Linked DNA regions of Mus musculus: all the other regions are linked to region 1. A link is a contact called in public Hi-C, HiChIP or PLAC-seq and promoter capture Hi-C data. All regions are on one chromosome and are shown on one strand. The core of a region is the stretch at or near the end of the contact, and the rest is flanking DNA. Distances in the headings are between cores, read along the strand shown. Region 1 holds the start of Cited2 (Cbp/p300-interacting transactivator, with Glu/Asp-rich carboxy-terminal domain, 2). Region 2 overlaps Gm40604 (a long non-coding RNA gene). Region 3 holds the start of Ifngr1 (interferon gamma receptor 1). Region 4 has its middle 220 kb from the start of C330004P14Rik. Region 5 has its middle 260 kb from the start of C330004P14Rik. Region 6 has its middle 330 kb from the start of C330004P14Rik. Region 7 has its middle 370 kb from the start of C330004P14Rik.

Evidence for each region. Promoter capture Hi-C pulls out the DNA fragments that hold promoters and counts their contacts. A called contact is a pair of places that touch in the nucleus more often than the background predicts. HiChIP or PLAC-seq counts read pairs in DNA pulled down with a chosen protein or histone mark. Capture Hi-C pulls out chosen DNA fragments and counts their contacts.
Region 2: a contact with region 1 is called in a promoter capture Hi-C map of liver, with 8 times the contacts expected there. The contact joins the enhancer-like site here to the promoter of Cited2 in region 1. A contact is called at or near these places in 4 of 39 promoter capture datasets (embryonic stem cells, hippocampal neurons and liver), 2 of 15 datasets of contacts at CTCF or cohesin (large pre-B cells and pro-B cells), 5 of 484 Hi-C or Micro-C datasets (the AML12 cell line, cardiomyocytes, cortical neurons and 1 more) and 16 of 115 datasets of contacts at active chromatin or transcription factors (the 230-238 cell line, the NIH/3T3 cell line, T-cell acute lymphoblastic leukemia and 13 more).
Region 3: a contact with region 1 is called in a promoter capture Hi-C map of liver, with 3 times the contacts expected there. The contact joins the promoter of Ifngr1 here to the promoter of Cited2 in region 1. A contact is called at or near these places in 1 of 39 promoter capture datasets (pre-B cells) and 1 of 9 other capture datasets (liver).
Region 4: an H3K27ac HiChIP or PLAC-seq map of the NIH/3T3 cell line shows a contact between it and region 1, with 11 times the contacts expected there. The contact joins the enhancer-like site here to the promoter of Cited2 in region 1. A contact is called at or near these places in 3 of 39 promoter capture datasets (the 3T3-L1 cell line, hippocampal neurons and pre-B cells) and 6 of 115 datasets of contacts at active chromatin or transcription factors (the NIH/3T3 cell line, VIP interneurons, bone marrow-derived macrophages and 3 more).
Region 5: a Hi-C map of embryonic cerebral cortex shows a contact between it and region 1, with 4 times the contacts expected there. The contact joins the enhancer-like site here to the promoter of Cited2 in region 1. A contact is called at or near these places in 6 of 39 promoter capture datasets (the 3T3-L1 cell line, the C10 cell line, embryonic stem cells and 3 more), 1 of 15 datasets of contacts at CTCF or cohesin (large pre-B cells), 3 of 484 Hi-C or Micro-C datasets (embryonic cerebral cortex, embryonic somatosensory cortex and neural progenitor cells) and 14 of 115 datasets of contacts at active chromatin or transcription factors (the NIH/3T3 cell line, acute myeloid leukemia, astrocytes and 11 more).
Region 6: an H3K27ac HiChIP or PLAC-seq map of VIP interneurons shows a contact between it and region 1, with 9 times the contacts expected there. The contact joins the enhancer-like site here to the promoter of Cited2 in region 1. A contact is called at or near these places in 4 of 39 promoter capture datasets (the 3T3-L1 cell line, hippocampal neurons and liver), 2 of 15 datasets of contacts at CTCF or cohesin (large pre-B cells and pro-B cells) and 16 of 115 datasets of contacts at active chromatin or transcription factors (the NIH/3T3 cell line, SST interneurons, T-cell acute lymphoblastic leukemia and 13 more).
Region 7: a Hi-C map of the C2C12 cell line shows a contact between it and region 1, with 5 times the contacts expected there. The contact joins the enhancer-like site here to the promoter of Cited2 in region 1. A contact is called at or near these places in 4 of 39 promoter capture datasets (embryonic stem cells, hippocampal neurons, liver and 1 more), 2 of 15 datasets of contacts at CTCF or cohesin (large pre-B cells and pro-B cells), 2 of 484 Hi-C or Micro-C datasets (the C2C12 cell line and myeloid progenitors), 16 of 115 datasets of contacts at active chromatin or transcription factors (the 230-238 cell line, the NIH/3T3 cell line, T-cell acute lymphoblastic leukemia and 13 more) and 1 of 9 other capture datasets (embryonic stem cells).

The regions. Positions count from the first base shown.
Region 1 is chr10:17,721,887-17,724,688 of GRCm38.p6, forward strand. Cited2 (Cbp/p300-interacting transactivator, with Glu/Asp-rich carboxy-terminal domain, 2) reads left to right here and starts at 1,342. Exons shown (of 2, transcript NM_010828.3): 1 at 1,342-1,573; 2 at 2,052-2,802. The coding sequence starts at 2,060.
Region 2 is chr10:15,745,765-15,748,566 of GRCm38.p6, forward strand. All of the region lies in intron 2 of Gm40604 (a long non-coding RNA gene), which reads right to left. Among named protein-coding and RNA genes, the nearest start is that of Gm32283, 8.0 kb to the left of the region's middle. Within about 2 kb of position 1,352, at least 4 of the 459 cell types and tissues checked have an H3K27ac peak or open chromatin away from gene starts, as enhancers often do. A contact at or near this core is called in liver, where this site is marked.
Region 3 is chr10:19,590,603-19,593,404 of GRCm38.p6, forward strand. Ifngr1 (interferon gamma receptor 1) reads left to right here and starts at 1,347. Exons shown (of 7, transcript NM_010511.3): 1 at 1,347-1,595. The coding sequence starts at 1,484.
Region 4 is chr10:16,013,578-16,016,379 of GRCm38.p6, forward strand. No RefSeq gene overlaps it. Among named protein-coding and RNA genes, the nearest start is that of C330004P14Rik, 220 kb to the left of the region's middle. Within about 2 kb of position 1,459, at least 7 of the 459 cell types and tissues checked have an H3K27ac peak or open chromatin away from gene starts, as enhancers often do. A contact at or near this core is called in the NIH/3T3 cell line, where this site is marked.
Region 5 is chr10:16,051,773-16,054,574 of GRCm38.p6, forward strand. No RefSeq gene overlaps it. Among named protein-coding and RNA genes, the nearest start is that of C330004P14Rik, 260 kb to the left of the region's middle. Within about 2 kb of position 1,394, at least 10 of the 459 cell types and tissues checked have an H3K27ac peak or open chromatin away from gene starts, as enhancers often do. A contact at or near this core is called in embryonic cerebral cortex, where this site is marked.
Region 6 is chr10:16,122,451-16,125,252 of GRCm38.p6, forward strand. No RefSeq gene overlaps it. Among named protein-coding and RNA genes, the nearest start is that of C330004P14Rik, 330 kb to the left of the region's middle. Within about 2 kb of position 1,336, at least 7 of the 459 cell types and tissues checked have an H3K27ac peak or open chromatin away from gene starts, as enhancers often do. A contact at or near this core is called in VIP interneurons, where this site is marked.
Region 7 is chr10:16,158,365-16,161,166 of GRCm38.p6, forward strand. No RefSeq gene overlaps it. Among named protein-coding and RNA genes, the nearest start is that of C330004P14Rik, 370 kb to the left of the region's middle. Within about 2 kb of position 1,342, at least 18 of the 459 cell types and tissues checked have an H3K27ac peak or open chromatin away from gene starts, as enhancers often do. A contact at or near this core is called in the C2C12 cell line and acute myeloid leukemia, where this site is marked.

The DNA.
Region 1 (2,802 bases), core at 92-2,591:
GGTTTTATTTGCAAGTCAATGAGCCAAATGGGCGATCGGGCTCGTTGTGCTTCGTTCTGCAAGCAAGGTTATTATTATCACCGCCTATTGCTCCACTGAACAATTTCACTGAAAAGGAAGACTAGTAGCCGTGTGTGCGCGCACTGTGCCATACAGGACGTGCTGCTACGTGCCCACTTCCAAAACGACTTTATTTACAAAGCGATTACCAAGCTATCTATCTGTTTTCCTTTTGCAGCAGCAGCAGCCTTACTCAGCCCTCGAATTTCTTAATTACAAACCCGTTTGCTTCTAAATCAACCCCAAACCGTCAGGCAAGAGCCCGGAGGGAGGCTGTGCAAGTTTGCACACACCCCCACCTCCTGGATCAAGGGCAACAGCAGAAGCAAGTAACTGTGTATGTGCAAAAAGGTGGATCTGGGGACGAGGATCGCTGAGTTTGTTTACAGAGCAGGGACGCCTCAGCTCGGATGCCAAAGCTACCAAGAGCTGCAAACGCAAACTTAGCAGAAGCACACGTACTCCCGGAGCGTGGAGCAGGCCGTAAAGTGCGGAGCGGATTCCAGAACCCCGGGAGTGGAGCCGCCCCGGCCTGTGAGCGCGCTCGGTCCACCTGCAGCCGCTGCCGCTCCCCGCCCCCAACCCCTGTCCTTGAAAAGAGTGGAGGTGCGGAGCGGGGGTGAGGGGTGGGGAGTTAAAGGGTGCATCCACACTAAGAAAAATACCTCAGTTAGGTGTACGTGCTGCCTGTATATAAAAAAAAACAAAACCACAAACACAAACACAAAGGCGCGGCTCAGGAAAGCGCGCTCAGAGGACAGGACACGATCGGCCCAGGGCTTTAAAAATCTAACTCGGGAAAGCATAGCCATTCTTCGTAGGTTGGGAAGAGTTTGGCACCTAAGAAAACTCTGCAGGGCAGGGAGGCTGAGCGAACCCCTTTTTCCTGTAGAGGGCAGGGCAGATCACTAGGTAAGCCGGGTGAGCGAGCTGGGGGTGGGGAGATCTAGCCAGAAGGAGGTGGGGAGTGCTCCTTGCTCCTCTCCTGTAGATGCTTCCGTGCACTGGGTGGCCGGGAGGACTAGCTCCGTGTCCCTGAGGTGGCAGGCACAACCTCGCCTTTGGGAGCCAGAAAGCCACTTCGGTCCGGAGACCTGCTGGGCGGCGCCGGGGCGCGCAGCCGCTGCGCACGTGCAGCGCGGACTCGCGGACGCGGCAGAGGACCCGATCCAGGGTGCTGATGTTCCGGGATCCGTGTGTTTGCGCTTGCCGCCGGGGAGGCTGTCGCTCCGCCCTTCCTGAGATCCTTATATTAACAGTGGCCAAAGCCCGGAGAAACACAGCTCATTGTTGGCAGCTGCCTGGCGGTCTTGCGGAGCGGCTAGGGCAGCGGAGGAAAAGAAAAGGGAACGGCTCGGAATTTGCTCCAGCGGCTGCTGCAAGACCTCGGCGCCAACCTCGCACCGGCGAGCGCCTCACAGCCCATCGGCTGTCCCTCTATGTGCTGCTGAGCCGGTCCTGGACTCGACGAGCCCGCCTTCGGTGTTCCGAGCAGAAATCGCAAAGACGGAAGGTGAGCGCGGCGGGCGAAGCTAGCCAGGGCTGCTGCCAGCCTAGTCCTCCGAGGGCAGGGCTGGCTCCGGGGACAAGCGTGAGGCGGAGCTGGGGAATAACAACAGGATGTGCAACCACAGGGTGAGGAGGGCTGATTGAATGCCTGAAGTTCGCGGCCCGGCTCCGGGGCACTTCCTTTATTAGGCCACTTCAGGGAACCCAGGGGGGTGTGGGCTCCGGTCCCCCTCCCCCCGCCACACTTTCCCGGATCCTAGGGGAAGGGGCAGGTCGCTCAGCGCCAGGCTGTGCGGGTCCGGCAGGCAGCAGGTCCGCCGAGGTAGCGAGCTCGGGTGCACGGGCTGCTGGTGGGCTCTCTCGGGGGTGGTGGTCTGCAGCTTGAGACGTGCTCGCGGGTACGGGGGGCTACAGAAGTGGGGTGCGCTCTGGTGGGCGACACGTGTGGCGCGGGTCTCAGCGTCTGCTCGTTTCGCTTTCAGGACTGGAAATGGCAGACCATATGATGGCCATGAACCACGGGCGCTTCCCCGACGGCACCAACGGGCTGCACCACCACCCTGCCCACCGCATGGGCATGGGGCAGTTCCCGAGCCCGCATCATCACCAGCAGCAGCAGCCCCAGCACGCCTTCAACGCCCTCATGGGCGAGCACATACACTACGGCGCGGGCAACATGAATGCCACGAGCGGCATCAGGCACGCCATGGGGCCGGGGACTGTGAACGGGGGGCACCCCCCGAGCGCTCTGGCCCCGGCCGCCAGGTTTAACAACTCCCAGTTCATGGGTCCCCCGGTGGCCAGCCAGGGAGGCTCCCTGCCGGCCAGCATGCAGCTGCAGAAGCTCAACAACCAGTATTTCAACCATCACCCCTACCCCCACAACCACTACATGCCGGATTTGCACCCCACTGCAGGCCACCAGATGAACGGGACAAACCAGCACTTCCGAGATTGCAACCCCAAGCACAGCGGAGGCAGCAGCACCCCTGGCGGTGCGGGTGGCAGCGGCACCCCCGGCGGCTCCGGCGGCACCTCGGGCGGCGCGGGTGGCAGCAGCGCGGGCGGCAGCGGCGGTGGCAGCACCATGCCCGCCTCGGTGGCTCACGTCCCCGCGGCAATGCTGCCGCCCAATGTCATAGACACTGATTTCATCGACGAGGAAGTGCTTATGTCCTTAGTGATAGAAATGGGTTTGGACCGCATCAAGGAGCTGCCCGAACTCTGGCTGGG
Region 2 (2,802 bases), core at 102-2,601, 2.0 Mb before region 1:
CAAAACACCCATGGAAGGAGTTACAGAGACAAAGTTTGGAGCTGAGACAAAAGGATGGATCATCTAGAGACTACCATATCTGGGGTCCATCCCATAATCAGCTTCCAAACGCACACACCAATGCATACACTAGGAAGATTTTTTGCTGAAAGGACCCTGATATAGCTGTCTCTTGTGAGACTATGCCAGGGCCTAGCAAACACAGAAGTGGATGCTCACAGTCAGCTATTGGATGGATCACAGGGCCCCCAATGGAGGAGCTAGAGAAAGTATCCAAGGAGCTCAAGGGGTCTGCAACCCTATAGGTGGAACAACAATATGAACTAACCAGTATCCCCGGAGCTCGTGTCTCTAGCTGCATATGTATCAGAAGATGACCTAGCTGGCCATCAGTGGAAAAAGAGGCCCATTGGTAGTGCAAACTTTATATGCCTCAGTACAGGGCCAGGGTCAATAAGTGGGAGTGGGTGGGTAGGTGAGTGGGGGGAGCATATGGGGGACTTTTGGGATAGCATTGGAAATGTAAATGAGGAAAATACCTAATTAAAAAATTAAAATTAAAAAAGACTTTGAGCAATGTAATGTAAGAAAAGTAATGCAAAAGTCTTCCCTGCCCTTATGTGTATGTGTGTGTTTGTGTGTGTGTGTGTATGTGTAAGTGTGTGTGTGTTTGTGAGTGTGTCTGTGTGTGTCTGTTTGTGTGTGTGTATGTGTGTGTGTGCACATGTGTGTGTTTATGTGTGTGTGTGCATGCATGTGTGTGTGTATATGTTATGTGTGTGTGTTCTTACTTTTAAAGTAGATTCATTTCACAATGAAATGAGAAAATAACATATGAACCAATTTTACAAAACTTTTGCTATAGATTTAGTCTTCCAAATCTAGCAGCAAACTATTTCTCAATTCTTCTCGAATTGAAGGGTTAGTTTTCGAATGCTTAAAGAGGAATATTAATCTGATGGTTTGGTTGACGTGGGAGGCATATTTATAAGTGATTGGTGATAGCAGGCCTGATACAGTAATGCTACCTGAATCCTGTCCCAAATAAACACATTTTCCACAAAAAGCCTGAGGGAGTTCATGCACAGGGGAGAAAAACAACAAAAATAAGTTTATTATTTTATTGGGCTCAGTCCAAAATTCCATTAAGATCTGAACAAATTGTGCTGGCACTGCATTTAATGATCTTGAAATCTATTCTAGGGAGGTTGCAAGAGGGCCTTGAAATAATGAACATTGTACCTACTTTGTTTATTTTGAACTCCAAAAGCTATTGACTTTCCAGGATCTGAAACAGAGTATTGAGCAGGAGCCTTAGATGGGGAAGGAGGGTGAGGAAAGGTCTAGAGAACAGACTGAAATGTAATGCCACCCTTGGTCTACATTCAACCATTGCCACGAGCAGGAGGCAAGCCTGAAGTCATATGACAAATCAAGTTCCAGGATTTCAAAAAAAAAAAAAAAAAAAAAAAAAAAAACCCACACACACACACACACAAGGAAAGATTCTCCCAATTAATAATATAAAAGGCAGATTGAAATCTAGTTTTATCACTTTTGGCATAGTGGCATACATGTATCAACTTGTTTGAAAATTACCTCTTATGTAACCAGAATCAGTTCGGCCCATGTTACTCAGTTTCTTCACATCAATATCCCTTTTAAATAATACAGTTTTGAACAGTTAAGAAGAGGAAATGTTTGGAACCAATTATGAGTATCTGCTAGGGCCTGCCAATTCCATATGGTTATTGGAATATCTTCATTGAGTTCCACAGTCACTGTCTATTGAATGAGAAAATACAGATATGTTAATAAAGCACTGGTCATGATTTTAGAACTCATCCTTCAGGACTTGATCTGAGCAAATATAAAATGCAAGTAGTAAGAACATAGACTATTTTGATGATTCCTATATAGTGTCCTTAAAACCTTCTAAGGTGTTCAAATCTATATAAAAATTGAGCAACAAAAAACAAAATGTTTCACTTTCAATCAACCTATATTCTATTCTGTTTGATTCTTTGATTTTTGTTCTATTATTTACCGAGGAAGCTCACATTTTCAAAACCCTGCCTTTGACACAGAGGAATAACATTACAAAAATTAAAACATTCCACTTTCTTAACCACATCAATTTAAAATCAAAATTTAAATTTCTCCCTCACTCTCATTATATCTTTAGAACCACGTTAGAAAATTTTGTACAAAAACAGCTATGAAGCCCACACCCAAGGTGCTACTTAAAGAATAGATATGCTCAGCTTACTCTGGTCTATAAGTAAAATCATAACTTTTCAAGGTGTCACTAAATTATTTGTATAGAATATCCTATTTCTGAAAAGATAATGATATTTTGCTTAATGTTTTTTAGGGTATAATGTCTTTGCAGGTGAAGTGATCAGCCTTCAAAGTTGATAATCTCTAATACAAGCTTAATCAATAAGTGAATTGTCAATGTTCTAATTCTCTATTTATAGTATGTGACATTGCTTATTCTCTGGCTAATAAAGAAACTACTGTGTATGAAAAATGGGTAAGAAAACATGATAAGATAATTATAATTCTTGATTCATTATTCTATTTTGAAACATATGTATGTATAATTTTCTAAGATTTTTAAATCTTTGAAAGCTATTGATTTTGTCATTTACCCATTTATTTATGTCTTAACTCCAATGACTAAATATGTGGTTTTCCTTGGAAAGAGGGCGCTATAGATTTAGAAAGTTAAGAACAGTATGGTTATAAGGCAGAAGATATGTGCCTAGGTGGATATGATGTACTACTGTCTATATAAAG
Region 3 (2,802 bases), core at 97-2,596, 1.9 Mb after region 1:
AACTCTTATTCCAAGTACTCACATCTGTAGCACCAAGGGTGAGACATTTGCTGTGTACCTTTTTCAGAAATGCAGAAAACTGAAGTCTAACCTGAATCATATGTACTGAATCTGAACCTGCACAAGGTCACCAAGATTTATCCTGACGTCAAAGTCTGAGAAATGCTGGGCTATTAGCATAATTAATTCGTTAATTAATCAAGACAAATAACAAGCCTTAGCTGGTAACTCCAAGTCTGCAGAATGTCTTCATAACATTTTGCTTGGAAGACTCAGAGAATGTCATGCCAGTATCTCTCTCTACGGTATAGAGCTTGCATTCTAGGAAGCAGAGAAAATCAAATCAATATGCATATTGTAGGAGGGGGTGCAAATGTGTTATTAAAAATAAAGTGGAGTAAAGAGAAGGGGAGAGTGGGTTGCATTCAAATTCCTTGCAGACATGGTGATAAAAGAGAGCTGAGGCGAGTGAGGCAGCACAAGAGTGTTGTCTATAGTAAGTGCAAGGTCACTAAAGTGAATTTAGGGGAATGAGAGAGATTTAAACTAACCGGTGCGGTCAGAGAGGCAAGAGGGACGATCTCTTGATGAAAGACTACTTAGTGATCCGCCCTTTGACATTTCATCATTAAAATGGGCATGTGCTTTTTGTGGTGGTAGTTTGTTTTTGCTAAGAATAAAGTGCTAGCCAAGCACATTGGATTTGCGTTGTGGGAGTCTGAACAAACTGTCTTGAAAACCAGAAGTTTAAGTTCCGCGGACAAAACTGGTGGGAACTGGAGAAGGATTTTTGTAACTTCTCTAACACCTCAGGCTCCAACACGCCTCATGCTGAGGGATGAGATAAGCATGGTGTCTGGTTGTGGACTGAGGCAAAAATCTCCAACCCCAGGTTACTACATAACCAGAATGAGGAACTGAGGAAGGTAGTGTCAGGCTGAAGAAGGTAAGGTTCCGGTCAGAGTTTCAAACGTATCCACAGTCCAGGTCCTGAATACAGAGAAGAGCCCACAGTTTCAAACCTCAGGCTAGTCCACCCCTTCTCCAACTTAGTGAAACTTCTCCGCCCACGCAGCGCACTGCCTGGCTCCCCAGTCCAGACCTCGCCTATAACCATGTCCTAGTCCACTTTAGACCCGCCAAGACACGCCTCCTTGTATAGACCCCGCCTCACATCCCACCTCTACTCCCAACCTCCAATCAACTCTAAGAGATTGCGTATTGGTCCCGCCTCTCTGGCTAGACCCCCGCCCTGAGTCCGCCCCTGAAGAGCTGCCTTTTAACCCTTTGCCCCGTGAGGCTCCGCCTCCCACTTAAGCCACGCCCCTCAGTCCCAGGCTGGTCTCTCAAGCTTTGGTTTTGGCCCCACCCAGCTCCCCGGCAGGCCGCTTGCGGACTTGGCGACTAGTCTGCGGCGGACGTGACGCCAAGGCCAGGCCACGGGCAGCGCGGGTCCCCTGTCAGAGGTGTCCCTCGCGCAGGAATGGGCCCGCAGGCGGCAGCTGGCAGGATGATTCTGCTGGTGGTCCTGATGCTGTCTGCGAAGGTCGGGAGTGGAGCTTTGACGAGCACTGAGGATCCTGAGCCTCCCTCGGGTAATCTCTCCGAGCCGCTGCGGGCTGGGGCGGGAGGCCAGGCCGGAGGCGCCGGGCTGGGAAGTCCCTGCGTTCCTGCTGCGCCGCCCTGGGCAAGGCAGCCCCAAGGGGCCCCGGGGGCTCCGCGGTTTACACGCCGCTTTCGCCTCTTCTTTGCCGACACAACACAAATCTGTGGTCTGTTTTACAGTTAGTTTCCACGGCAGCGTTTGGCATTGTGTGTATGACTTACAGACTTTATTTTCAATCTGTAGTCGGAATCCTCTGAAGGAAAAGGGGTGCCAACGGATACTAAGAGATTCTGATTTGTTTGTTAGTCTGGCGTTTAAGTGTTGAGATGCAAGGGTTCTTCTCGTAGCTTAAATCCTCAGAGCCTTTGATTTCAAATGATTATATATTCCCAGGACATATATGCTGGGAATAGTTCCTCTTTATGATTAGAGCTCTAGAGACAGCAATAAAACTTTTCATGCCCTTCCAGTCCCTAATCGTAAGTATCTGAGAAGTTCCCAATCTCCAGCTGCTGGAAGGCATGGGGAGACCTCTTTAACTCTCAGGCGAGTTCCAGCTCTGAACCCCTCCTATGGTTTCCAGGAGCTTCAGTTAGGCGTGCAGATTCCAATCCTGCCTTGACCTGATTTTCACAGTAGCTAGGATGTAACCACCTAGATGTCAGATGAAGGAAATGAGGTGCATGTTCAAACTGAAGTTCCACTGAGCTATAGAGAAAAATGAAATCATAATTGCAGAACAGTGGAATCAGAAAAAGTGTTAGTTGTGTTACACAGCCAGATTAAAAAAGACAATTACCATGTTTTCTTATGATAAATCAACCCCAGAGAAGTGTGTGTAGGAAATCATGAGAGGGGAGGAAGAGATCTTGAGGAAGAAGAGTTTAAAACAAGCAAAAGCAGGGTAATAAAACTCATGGGACATTAATGTAGAAGAGAGGACTCTTGGGGGAGGCAGGTGACCAGAAACAGAGAGCCAGGAGCAACTAAGGAATGAATCAGAAGCAATAATGGTATGTATGCAATATGTATGAAAATGTCTTATTAAAATCTTGTGCTTTCATAATTTAAAATTTTAAATTAAATATAGGATGCATGTATGGAAAAAAATTAAGCAAACAAATCCTTAGACATCCCTTAGGATAGACATGGTACCAAGGGCTAGGTAGATGAATTATAGTTATGACTTACTGAAT
Region 4 (2,802 bases), core at 209-2,708, 1.7 Mb before region 1:
GTATTTACCATCACATGTGTCTGTCTTACTCTATTTGGTCTTCTATAATAAAAATTCTATAAGATAAATGGTTTGTAAATGGAAAGATTCAGGTTCTAGTGAGAACCCGTTCTTCATCCTTACATGGTACAATGACTAACTATCTCTCAGTAGTTTCTATTACAGGGGCACTAATTACTACCAGAAGAATTCCAGTATCCTTGCCTATTCTACTGTTGTTCTGCAATGACTCATCTCTTGATCCACCATTGGACTTGAATGGTAAGTTTCCATTGCCGAGGATGTAGGAGATACACTGTAACCACAGACTCATTCTACCAAAGATAATAGTGTCTTTGCTGTAGGATGCAAAATTAGGTTTTAATAGAGTACTTGAAAAGCTGAACTGAGCAAAAGTGCCTTTTTACAGAAGTAACTTGCATATTTTATATAACTTTAAAAAACATATTTTCCTGAGGTCAACCAGTGTGTATTTAAAAGCAAAGTAGATATTGAAACATGCAATATGAATAATTCATCATTTTCTACCCAAGTCTTGGAATTAAGTGACCTAGAATACTATGAGCAAACAGCACTGAGCAAGTCAATATACATTAGCCCTGTCTCTGTGATAGTCAACAAAGAGTGGAAATTAGTTAAACTTTCATTAACAGTAGGATGAAGAATTAGAAAACATTACATGCTAAATTGATAATAATGGATAGCATGCAACTATCCAAACATTTATACAATGTTTGAAATTATACTGAAAGAGAGAGCACATATAAAAAGATAAAAGACAACAGGAACCCAGAGATATGACTCAGTGCCAGTGTATAAAGCATTTAAATGTTTGTGATACTATAATAGTGTTGTCAATTTAGCAGGCTCAATAATCATGTGCCTCTCAGCTGGTTTGTCAGGACTTACCATAAATGTGGTGGTTTACATGAGAACACTTGCCGGATCAATCTCTTTAAAAGGAATGTTGAATTATGTAAATGAAGGTAGGTAACTTACTGAAAGTAATAAGCTTGCTTTTCACCCTATTCTATTCCCTGAGTGTGAATGTGAAGTAATCAAGTAGAACTATGTGGAAGTACTTTCTCATATGTTTTTACTGTACTTCAGTTTGTATTTGACTCTCAATAAGAATGGAATTTTCTTCCTTTAGGTTTATAGTGACATCTATACAGTAGGATCAGATGTGATCTGGCTGGAAAACAGACACATCCTGAATTGCAATATGATCTGTCTGGAGTAAATCCATGCCCTTACTATACACACCTTTAGTTCCAAACAATGTAGGTAAGTTTAGTTTGTATAAGGAAGCTGCCATATTTGAAAGTGATGTCTAATTGAAGGGCAGACAAAGTGACTAATCAGAAAAAGATTTGACACAATAAGACAGAAGTTGGATGTGTCCAACTTTCATGAGAGTAGGAAAGAACTACTTAAGAGAACAGCTCAGAGTGAGTCAGAGAAAGGGAAGTTTAGTAAATATATTTCAGTTGAATTCAGGCAGTACAGTGGAATCCGGTTGATTTCAATTCAATATAGTTCAATGCAATTCAGTAGAATGCAGTTAAGTTCATTTGAGTTTGTGCAATTCTGTTCATATACATTCAGTCAGTGCAGTTTATGGAATTTAAAGCCAGTTTTCCCAAGCAAAGCAATTCACTCAGAAGCTAAGAGAAACAAATTTGAATCAGTCAGCTTGAGGAGAAGTTTGGGTCAGAACAGCTGAGTGAACCAATCAGCCAAAGTTCTGAAAGAACTACAAATATTGGTTCCTGTCAGCTTCAGCCCCTGGCCACCTTGGGCTCAACCTTGGCAGATGGTCCCACTGTACCCAGAGGACTCTCCCTGCAGCAGGCACCCTAGCACACCCAGGATCTTGGGATCACTGGTGAGTGAAATACAACATCTGTCTCAAAACAACCCGGAGGGGCTTGTAACAGCAAGAACAGGGACAAAGGAAAACCACCTGACTAGCAGCTGGGGTTCATTCTGGTAGGTGCCAGCCCCATGCCACCTTGGGCTCAACCTCTGCAGAAGATCCCACATTTCCCAGAGGACTCTCCATGTTCCCTAGCACAAAGAGGGCTCTGACCCCAGGACTCAGCTGAGAACACCCGGGTCTCACAGAAACCAGTCCACACAAGAGAGATCATGGGACACAGAAGCAACAGAGCTTCTTGGACAGGGTCCCTTTTGGCCTTCATCTTCAGCCAGGAGGTGGATCTGATCTCCAGCCTCTGTGCAACTTCCCTGCAAGAGGAGAGCTTGCCTGCAGAGAGTGCTCTGACCACTGAGACTCAGGAAAGAGTTGGACTCCCAGGAGTGCTGACAGAGGGTAAAGATTCACGGTAGAAACAAGCTCCAGCCAGAGACAGCTAGAACATCTAACACCAGAGATTGCCAGATCAGGAAAGGCAAACATAAGAATCTTACTAACAGAAACCAAGACCACTCTGCATCATCAGAACCCAGTATGCCTACCAGAGCAAGTCCTGGATTACCCAACATACCTGAAAAACAAGATTCAGTTTTAAAATAATATCTCATGGTGCTGGTAGTGGATTTTAAGAAGGGCATTAATAACTCACTTAAATATAGGAGAATACTGCTAAACAGGTAGAAGTCCTTAAAGAGGAAGCACAAAATTCTTTCAAAGATTTACAGGAAATCACTGCTAAACAGATAGAAGTCCTTAAATTGGAAACACAAAAATCCCTTAAAGAATTACAGGAAAACACAACCAAATGGGTGATGGAGTTAAATGAAACCATTCAAGATCTAAAAATGGAAGTAGAAACAATA
Region 5 (2,802 bases), core at 144-2,643, 1.7 Mb before region 1:
CAGCCCAACTAAATTGAAGTTTTAGCTGTAACAAATAATATTTTTTTCTATCAGAGTGTCAAATGTCACATTAGCATGAGTGAGCTAAACATTACTTACAGTTGTTTTAAATCCATGTTAAAATGGGTATGTTGATAACTCCAATCCCAGGCAGCATGAGCATCCTCTGTCTCAGACTGATGAGAGAATTGCAGCCAACTGGGTAAAATACTCAAAGACTTTCATCAGAGGTTAGGTTGGCCTTAATGGAGGCAATCTTATGCTGACTGAATAAATTATACCTATATATCTAACAAGTTTAGTTATATGAGGATGTCATGAAATATCCTGTGAGTCTCAAATCTCTAGTTTGTTTACTTTCAAGGAGAATGAAGTGCAGGTTTCATAAGATAGCAGTAAAAATTACCACATCACTTGACCAAGTGACATAAAATTTTTATACCTGCCACGAAAGTGTTTTAGACTCAATGAAGGAAATTGCCAGTACATTATGAATGATCTCAGCTAACTGTATGGATTCTAATATTGGTGGCTAAATTCAAAGCAACAGTAGCTTTCAACATCTGTGCTCTAGCACACACACAATTTCTCCAACAACAGCATGTTTTTTAGATTTTTTTCCCCTCTCATCTCTTATAAAAGCGTATGTTCCTTAAAAATTGATGTGTTCAATAAGGTCTCCTCCCCTTCATAGATGATTAACTTAGAATCCAGTGTGACAGTTCTGCCTGCAGTATGTCTTAATCTTCAGCCTTCAGAAGCATGTGTTTCTTCCCAGCCAGAAGAGAGCCAGTTAATGATGTCCATAATGCTCCATCAACATGACTTAAATTCAAAGATGTCTGCATGTGTAATATTCACACTGAAAAAAAAACTGATAATTAAGAGTCTGAAGTACAAAAGGGTAATGCACTGCCCTCAGGCTCAGTGGGGAAGTTCATTAGCAGTGGGATCGTGTCATTTGCCCATCTGTTCATAATCACATTCACTCCGGGAACTAAGTGAAGGAAGTGACATCACATATTCCTTATATATCCACATTTGTAAGTCACATGTAACCCCTTAAATGGATGGGTACCCAGAAGGGGAAAAGAAATCAAAACCCCATCATCATCCAACCCCATCAGCAACAATAACAATTGATTGTGCCCATTTCAAACTTAGTTTAGGAAGAAGAATAATTCATTTGTTTGTTTTTGTTTGTTTGTTTGTTTGCTTGTTTTTTGTATATTCTATCTCTAGGAAATGTACAGAGAAATAGGACACTGCTCTGTTTGTGTGTTAGCATGCCTGTATCATAGGGGCAATTATCTTTCAACTGGTTGGAGACACACCTCTTGTTTATGTGTCCTAAAGATCGAGTGCTTGGCAGCTGCTGTGGTATCAATGGGAGAATGAAGCAGGGCCTCATTAGATTAGCACTAAGCTTATTGCTGGTGGAAGCCTCATTATTATTGGTGACTAAACAGGCAGATTGTCAGGGCGCCTCATGGCGACATGAGCTTTTACAGCTTTTTGTTTGTAGTTATAATAAACAATGAAAGGAAAGCAATCCCTTGGGCACAGTTGCGTTTCAGGGTTTGCTTTTCTTCTGTTTTCTTTTTCTTTTTTTGGGGGGGAGGGGAGGACGGGTGAGAAAAAAATCAGCTTCCAGAGAAGCACTAGTAAGAGAAGCATCTTATTTTAAGGAACCATATTAATGCATGGAGTGTGGTGGAAAAGAGTTGTAAATTATTTAATGTTACCTGTTCTGACCAGGCCCAACACTTAAAACTGAGAGACAGAAAAAAAGATAATTGGCAGGAAGGTAGATAGATGATAGATAGGGACATTGATAGATGAGAGATAGATAGATAGATAGATAGATAGATAGATAGATAGATAGATAGATAGGTAGATAGATAGATAGATAGATAGATAGGTAGGTAGGTAGGTAGGTAGGTAGGTAGATAGATAGATAGATAGATAGATAGATAGATAGATAGATAGATAGATAGATAGATAGATAGGTAGGTAGGTAGGTAGGTAGGTAGGTAGGTAGATAGATAGATAGATAGATAGATAGATAGATAGATAGATAGATAGATAGATAGATAGATAGATTTTCAGATACATTTCCTCTCATGCATACAAATGAGAACGTAGGCTTCCAAGTAGTGAAAGCCTGCTTTTCATTTTAAATAATCTGCAAATGTGAGACATTACATCATCGTCTTAAATGCAAAGCAGATTTTCTTCCTTTCCTTGCAAAACAGTGTTGAAACCAAGTCCTGAATCTTCTACACTCCAAAGTCGTTAAAATTTGCTAGGTCAGTATAAAAGAATATCATTCTCTCTATAAAATGTTTCAAAAGATTTTGGCTCACAATATGATTGAAGGTTTGAAAAATAGAAAATGGAATTGGGCTTTTGAAACTTATCAGATTAAATGAAATCATGTCAACATGAACAGAAGCTTCAAAAATTTGAAAGGTATATTATATTTTAAATAAACAAGCAAGAAAATGCTTTCCTTTACAAGATTTAATTTATGTACAAATGCATATGATAAATAGCATTGCACTCTACGAAATAACATAAATTTCCTATGTTTAAGTATTTTTTGCCCTCTTGTTGGTATTAAGTATATTTATATTGACTCCAAATTCTAATCTCTACTTAATGAAAACAGATTGTTGGATTCTGAAACATCTAATTGGTTTGTCCTTATCATTTTCTGAATGTAAAGTAAAATTTGGAGGATTTTTTTTTCAAGTAAAAGATCTATGAACTCTTGAAAGACAAACTTTTCTCTTTGTCTGT
Region 6 (2,802 bases), core at 86-2,585, 1.6 Mb before region 1:
CACAACAAAGAGCATCATCATGCAGTCTAGTTATCAGTAGGCTTTCAACAGAGCATATATTTCTGCACAGCTATCCTGTACTAGAGATTATAGTTTAACATGACTCGAAAACGATTTCTGAGGCAGATGCTCACAGCCAAGCATTAGACTGAGCACAGGGTCCCAAATGGAGGAGTTAAAGAAAGGACTAAAGGACCTAACGGGGTTTACAACCCCAGAGGAGGCACAACAATATCAACCAACCAGCTCCCTCAGAGCTCCCAGGGACTAAACCACGAACCAAGGATACACATGGAGGGACCCATGGCTCCAGCCACATATGTAGCAAAGGATAGCCTTGTCTGGCATCAATGGGATGAAAGGCCCTTGGTCCTGGAAAGGCTCGATGCCCGAGTGTAGGGGAATGGGAGGGCAGTGAGGTGGGTAGGGAAACCCCCTCATAGAAGCAGTGGGAGGAGGGATGGGGTATAGGGAGACCTGGATAACATTCGAAATGAAAATAAAGAAAATGTCCAATAAAAGAGAAGAAAAAATTAAAAGGATCTCTTTATTTCTGAAAAAGGTTCTTATGAGAAGAAAGGCAGTATATACATGGCATGATTTCCGTATGTGGAAAAAGAAGACCTTATTCGAAAACCTAGGTACCATGATATATGTTTCATATTTTAAATAAGAAAACTGATAAATGTTAATATACTGATAGTAATGGATCTATCTTGGATTTTTTGGTTTTGACTTAGAGATAAGTAATTATTAAATGTATTTACGCACTTGAAACCTGTTCAGTATACCCACACGTGATTTAATCTGAGGTACATGGATAAACAAAATGAATAAATATGATGATTCATTTACAGCAGATGGTTTTTAATATCTGTTGTTTGAATTTATGGCAAATAGTTTGAAATCACAGATTCACTTCTGTGCTTGCCCCTCTACAATATGCTGCTATATAGCCACACAGATTTAGGGTTTTATAAAACCACATTCCCGTTTATCTGGATTAGAAAAAAAAGAAAGAAATACTGCCCTTCTTTTAAAATAGAATGCTAGCCCAAATTTCTTTCTATCGATTATCAAACAGGCTTCTGTTTGGGGGAGATAAAAGTTTTAAGCTAGTGTGACACTAATGTATATTTATATATGGTTTAGCTTAATAAAACATATAAAAATCATCAGTAACATGGAGCTTTCTAAGCAGAGAAATTATCTTAAGTGTAGTACAAATATTTTCCTTTCTGTTGCAGATGAAGGAAGCCAGGAACAGGGCAATAAAAATCGATTCAGTTTCTGCTCTGTGCCTCTGAAGCAGGCAAACCATGTCTCGGCAATGTTGATCTTAATTGTTTTTATTTTACTGAATTTTTCAACTCTCATTGATAACTTGATTTCATTGCCTTAGGTATTAATTCTCTAAAATCTACAGTGTGGTTTCACTAACTATGATGTGAGAAAATCATCTAAATCTTGTTTCCTATAATGGTTCTGCCCTTTCCTCTGCTTGGAGGGCATGTTTTTCTGCAAGATAGGGAATGATGTCATTTTGTGCAGAGAATAATTTACCACCTGCTGGAAGTAGGAGGCATATTGTGGCAGCTGCATTACTGATTTGAAAAAGCAGCAAAATATAAATGTATAGATGAGAATGTCAGTGTAATGGGTGGGGAAGTATAACACGCTTTCCCCAACAACAGCTGGAAAATTATACTAAGCCCAAAATAGTATCTGTTGGCTTCAAACCAAGTGTTTCTGTTACTAGTACTATACAGAGCAGAAACATCGCTCACAAATGAATTTCCATTATATTTACAGAAGTAGCTTTTTTCCTGGAAGGCATGGAAGGTATCTAGGAGACAGGGGAGAACAGGAAATGATGGACTTCATAAACCCATTCATTTTTAAATAGGTTCCTAGAGTTGTCAGATAACAAAGAAGAAATCAATCCTTATTTATTTATTTATTTATTTATTTATTTATTTATTTATTACTGTTTAAGATTGGTTTTACATAAGGATTCATAATATTCCAAAAAGAAATCTACAATTTTATTTGAAAATAATGTCTATTAATGACAAATTTAAACAGTCATGAATGCGATGGATGCATTGTGTATTTACAAGGGACTTAATGTATGAATGTGATTGTGCAGCAAATAAGAATTGCATCTGTAAACAAGCTTTTTTGCTACATAGATTATAAGCTATAGCTAATGTAGAAATTGTGACTTACAATCAATCCTGTGGTGTGTCTTTATACTTATTTAGACTTTCCGGAAGTGGACTATGCAAGCACATGGTCTTTTCATACATAAAGTGGGTCAGCAGACTCTCCTCTCATCCTCAGTAACACCAAATGTTACCAGTACCCTTGATTATTCAACCGGTGAAATTATAAATGTCTGTCACATTAGAGATTTTGTTTTTAAATTATTCACACATATGTTTATTTATATGTATGTAGATGTATTGGAGATTATTTCAATTCAATTTCAAAATGCTGAACCATCTCTCTTAATGTTACATTTAAAAAGTAATATATTTAAAAATTTCAACGAGTTTCAATATTTTATCCACTTCCCAATGCTTTCCTTGCCTTTTCATATGAATATTATTTTATACTTATTATAATTTAAGGTGATTATAAAAATAATTGATTTTTATATACTTGCTATATTATTTATTTGGATATCATGACTCTTCATAAATTAATTGCTTGACAAAGTTAAATGCACATACCCCAAAATTATATAATACATTTATATCAATGTTTAACGTTAGCATTTCAGAGAGATAATATTCCATT
Region 7 (2,802 bases), core at 92-2,591, 1.6 Mb before region 1:
GGGTGTTATGGATATCAAAGCAGTGACAATTATAATGACATTTAATTAATTTTATTTAGAAATTCAATTTATAAATGATCAAGGAAGAACTACAAATTTCATGATTTCCTCATTTTTAATTGTAGAGTAGTATTGCATTGTGTAAATGAACCACATTTTCTGTATCCTTTCTTTGGATGAGGGGCATCTGGGTTGTTTCCTGGTTTTGGCTATTCCAAGTAAAGCTGCTATGAACATAGTGGAGCATGCATCCTCTTGACATGCTGTAGCAACTGTTGGGTATATTTCGAGGAGTGGTGTAACTTCGTGTTTGTGTAGAATTATTTCCAAATTTCTGAGGAAGTGCTAGATTGATTTGCAATGTTTGTACCCGTTTGCAATCCTATCAGCAATGGAGGAGTGTTCCTTTTTCTCTGCATCCTAGTCAGCATCTGCTGTTACCTGAGTTCTTGATTTTAGCCATTCAGATTGGTGTAAGCTAGAATCTTGGGGTTGTTCTGATTTTCATTTCCCTGATGACTAAGAATATTGAACATTTATTTCTTTAAGTGCTTCTCAGCCCTTCAAGTTTCCTTAGTTGAGATTTCTCTGTTTAGCTTTGTAGTCCATTTTTGAATTGGGTTATTTGGTTTTCTGGAGTCTGACTTCTTGAGTACTTTGGATATTAGTCCTCTATCAGATGTAAGGTAAGATTCAAGATGTAGGTACTTAGCCAATCTGTGATGTTCCAGGACAGGGCATGACTCTTCCCCTTACATGGATCTTGTTCTAAGAGGAGTCGTTCTTGGAGTAACAATCATTACATTCTGGGGCTTGAGAGGTCAGTAATGCACCTGCCTCACAAATAGGGGGATTAAAGCTGATTTAAAAAACACCCGATGTAAAAAGCCGGAAATGATGGAATAATCTTAGCCCTATGCTGTAGAGACAGGTGGATCCCCAAAATTTCTTGACTAGCAGCCTAGGAAGTCAAACTTTTCAAGATGAAGATGGAAAGGGACCAAGGACAATATCTGATATCAACCTCTGAACTTTCAAAATCATAACCATCTCTCAACACAATATGTACACCTCCATAACTGATAATAAGCGCAAAACAAATGAAAACAAATGACTAGTTTATAAATTTGCTCAACTTGGTCACTTATCAGATTCTTGTCCTTGTAATGTTTCGCCAGCAAAACATACTCGGACAACCAGATCCTTCTACGGCAAAGCTTTATTGCTTACATCTCAGGAAGACCTCGAATACAGGAAACTCAGTCCTTTTAAAACCCACAAGAGTGGTTGGAGACATGACTCACCCTGACTGGCTGCTCACTATCAGCCCAGATGACATGCCACAGGACAGGCAGGGCACAAGGAATGGAGAAATACCCCAGCACATATGCAGACTAATTGTTTATCAGTTAGAACACCGGATATGATTGCAAGGGCGGCTCCTTACATCAGATGGATTCTTGAGATTAGAGAAATCATTTGATGTTAAAACAGATGAAAATGGTAAGTAAGTGTGAATGGAGAGCTGCATAGAGTTAGGTAAGGGAAAGTTTCAGATTACTCGGTTCTTTTGTATGAAAAATTTGAAACATATTCAACTAAAAAACTATGATAAAACAAGCCTCCTGTATAAATTGAAAATGTAGGAACATTATTAATTCTCATCATCAGTTCTGAGGACAATGGCTTTAATCTGTTCATCACTTGACTTCACATGTTCCTCCTTCATAGCCCGATGAACACCCTTGCAACCAAAAGCATTATATTCTGAATCTGCTGTTCAAATATTAAGCAAAAGAGTTCAATGAAACATTGCACTGGAATTTTGGTTTTCTTCTCCCATCACCACATAGCTAGCTAGGTACTAGGACTTGTATCCCATGTACACAATAGACAGCGTAAGAGTGAATATGGATTTGGGGGGGTTAATATATATTTAGTCATACATTATATCAAATATTATTTATTTTATCTCTCCTCTTTCTCTACTTTCCCTGCCAAGTGTGTGTGTGTGTGTGTGTATGTGTGTGTGTGTGTGTGTGTGTTGTGTGTGTGTGTGTGTTGTGTGTGTGTGTGTTGTGTGTGTGTGTGTGTTGTGTGTGTGTATGTGTGTGTGTGTGTGTGTATGTGTGTGTGTGCATGTGTGTGTGTGTGTTGTGTGTGTGTGTTGTGTGTGTGTGTGTTGTGTGTGTGTGTGTTGTGTGTGTGTGTGTTGTGTGTGTGTGTATGTGTGTGTGTGCATGTGTGTGTTGTGTGTGTGTGTTGTGTGTGTGTGCATGTGTGTGTGTCTGTGTGTATGTGTTGTGTGTGTGTCTGTGTGTGTGTGCATGTGTGTGTGTTGTGTGTATTGTGTGTGTGTTGTGTGTGTGTGTTGTGTGTGTTGTGTGTGTGTTGTGTGTGTGTGCACTTGTGTAGTGATATGCACATATGCATAAACCTACATGTGCTTGCCATGGTTTAATGTGTCAAGATCATATATTCTCTACTTCTCCCTTTATGTGGATTTAAAATCAAGTCTCAGATTATATCTTCTTAAGTTCCTTTACTGTAAGCTGAGTCATTTTGCTAGATCACTCATGTTTTTTGTTATAACTTTGAACAAAGTAAACTTCCAGACTTCCTGACATTTCTAATGTCAGATCTGTGACAGCAACACAGTCTGTACTCTGTGTTGTTGATAGCATTTACTCTGAGTTTTAGAAGTTAGAGTGAAAAATACATAAGGAACCATCTACATAAGTTAATGCCCATATTTATGACTCATATACAGTAATTTAGCTATATTTTATAAAAATGACATAT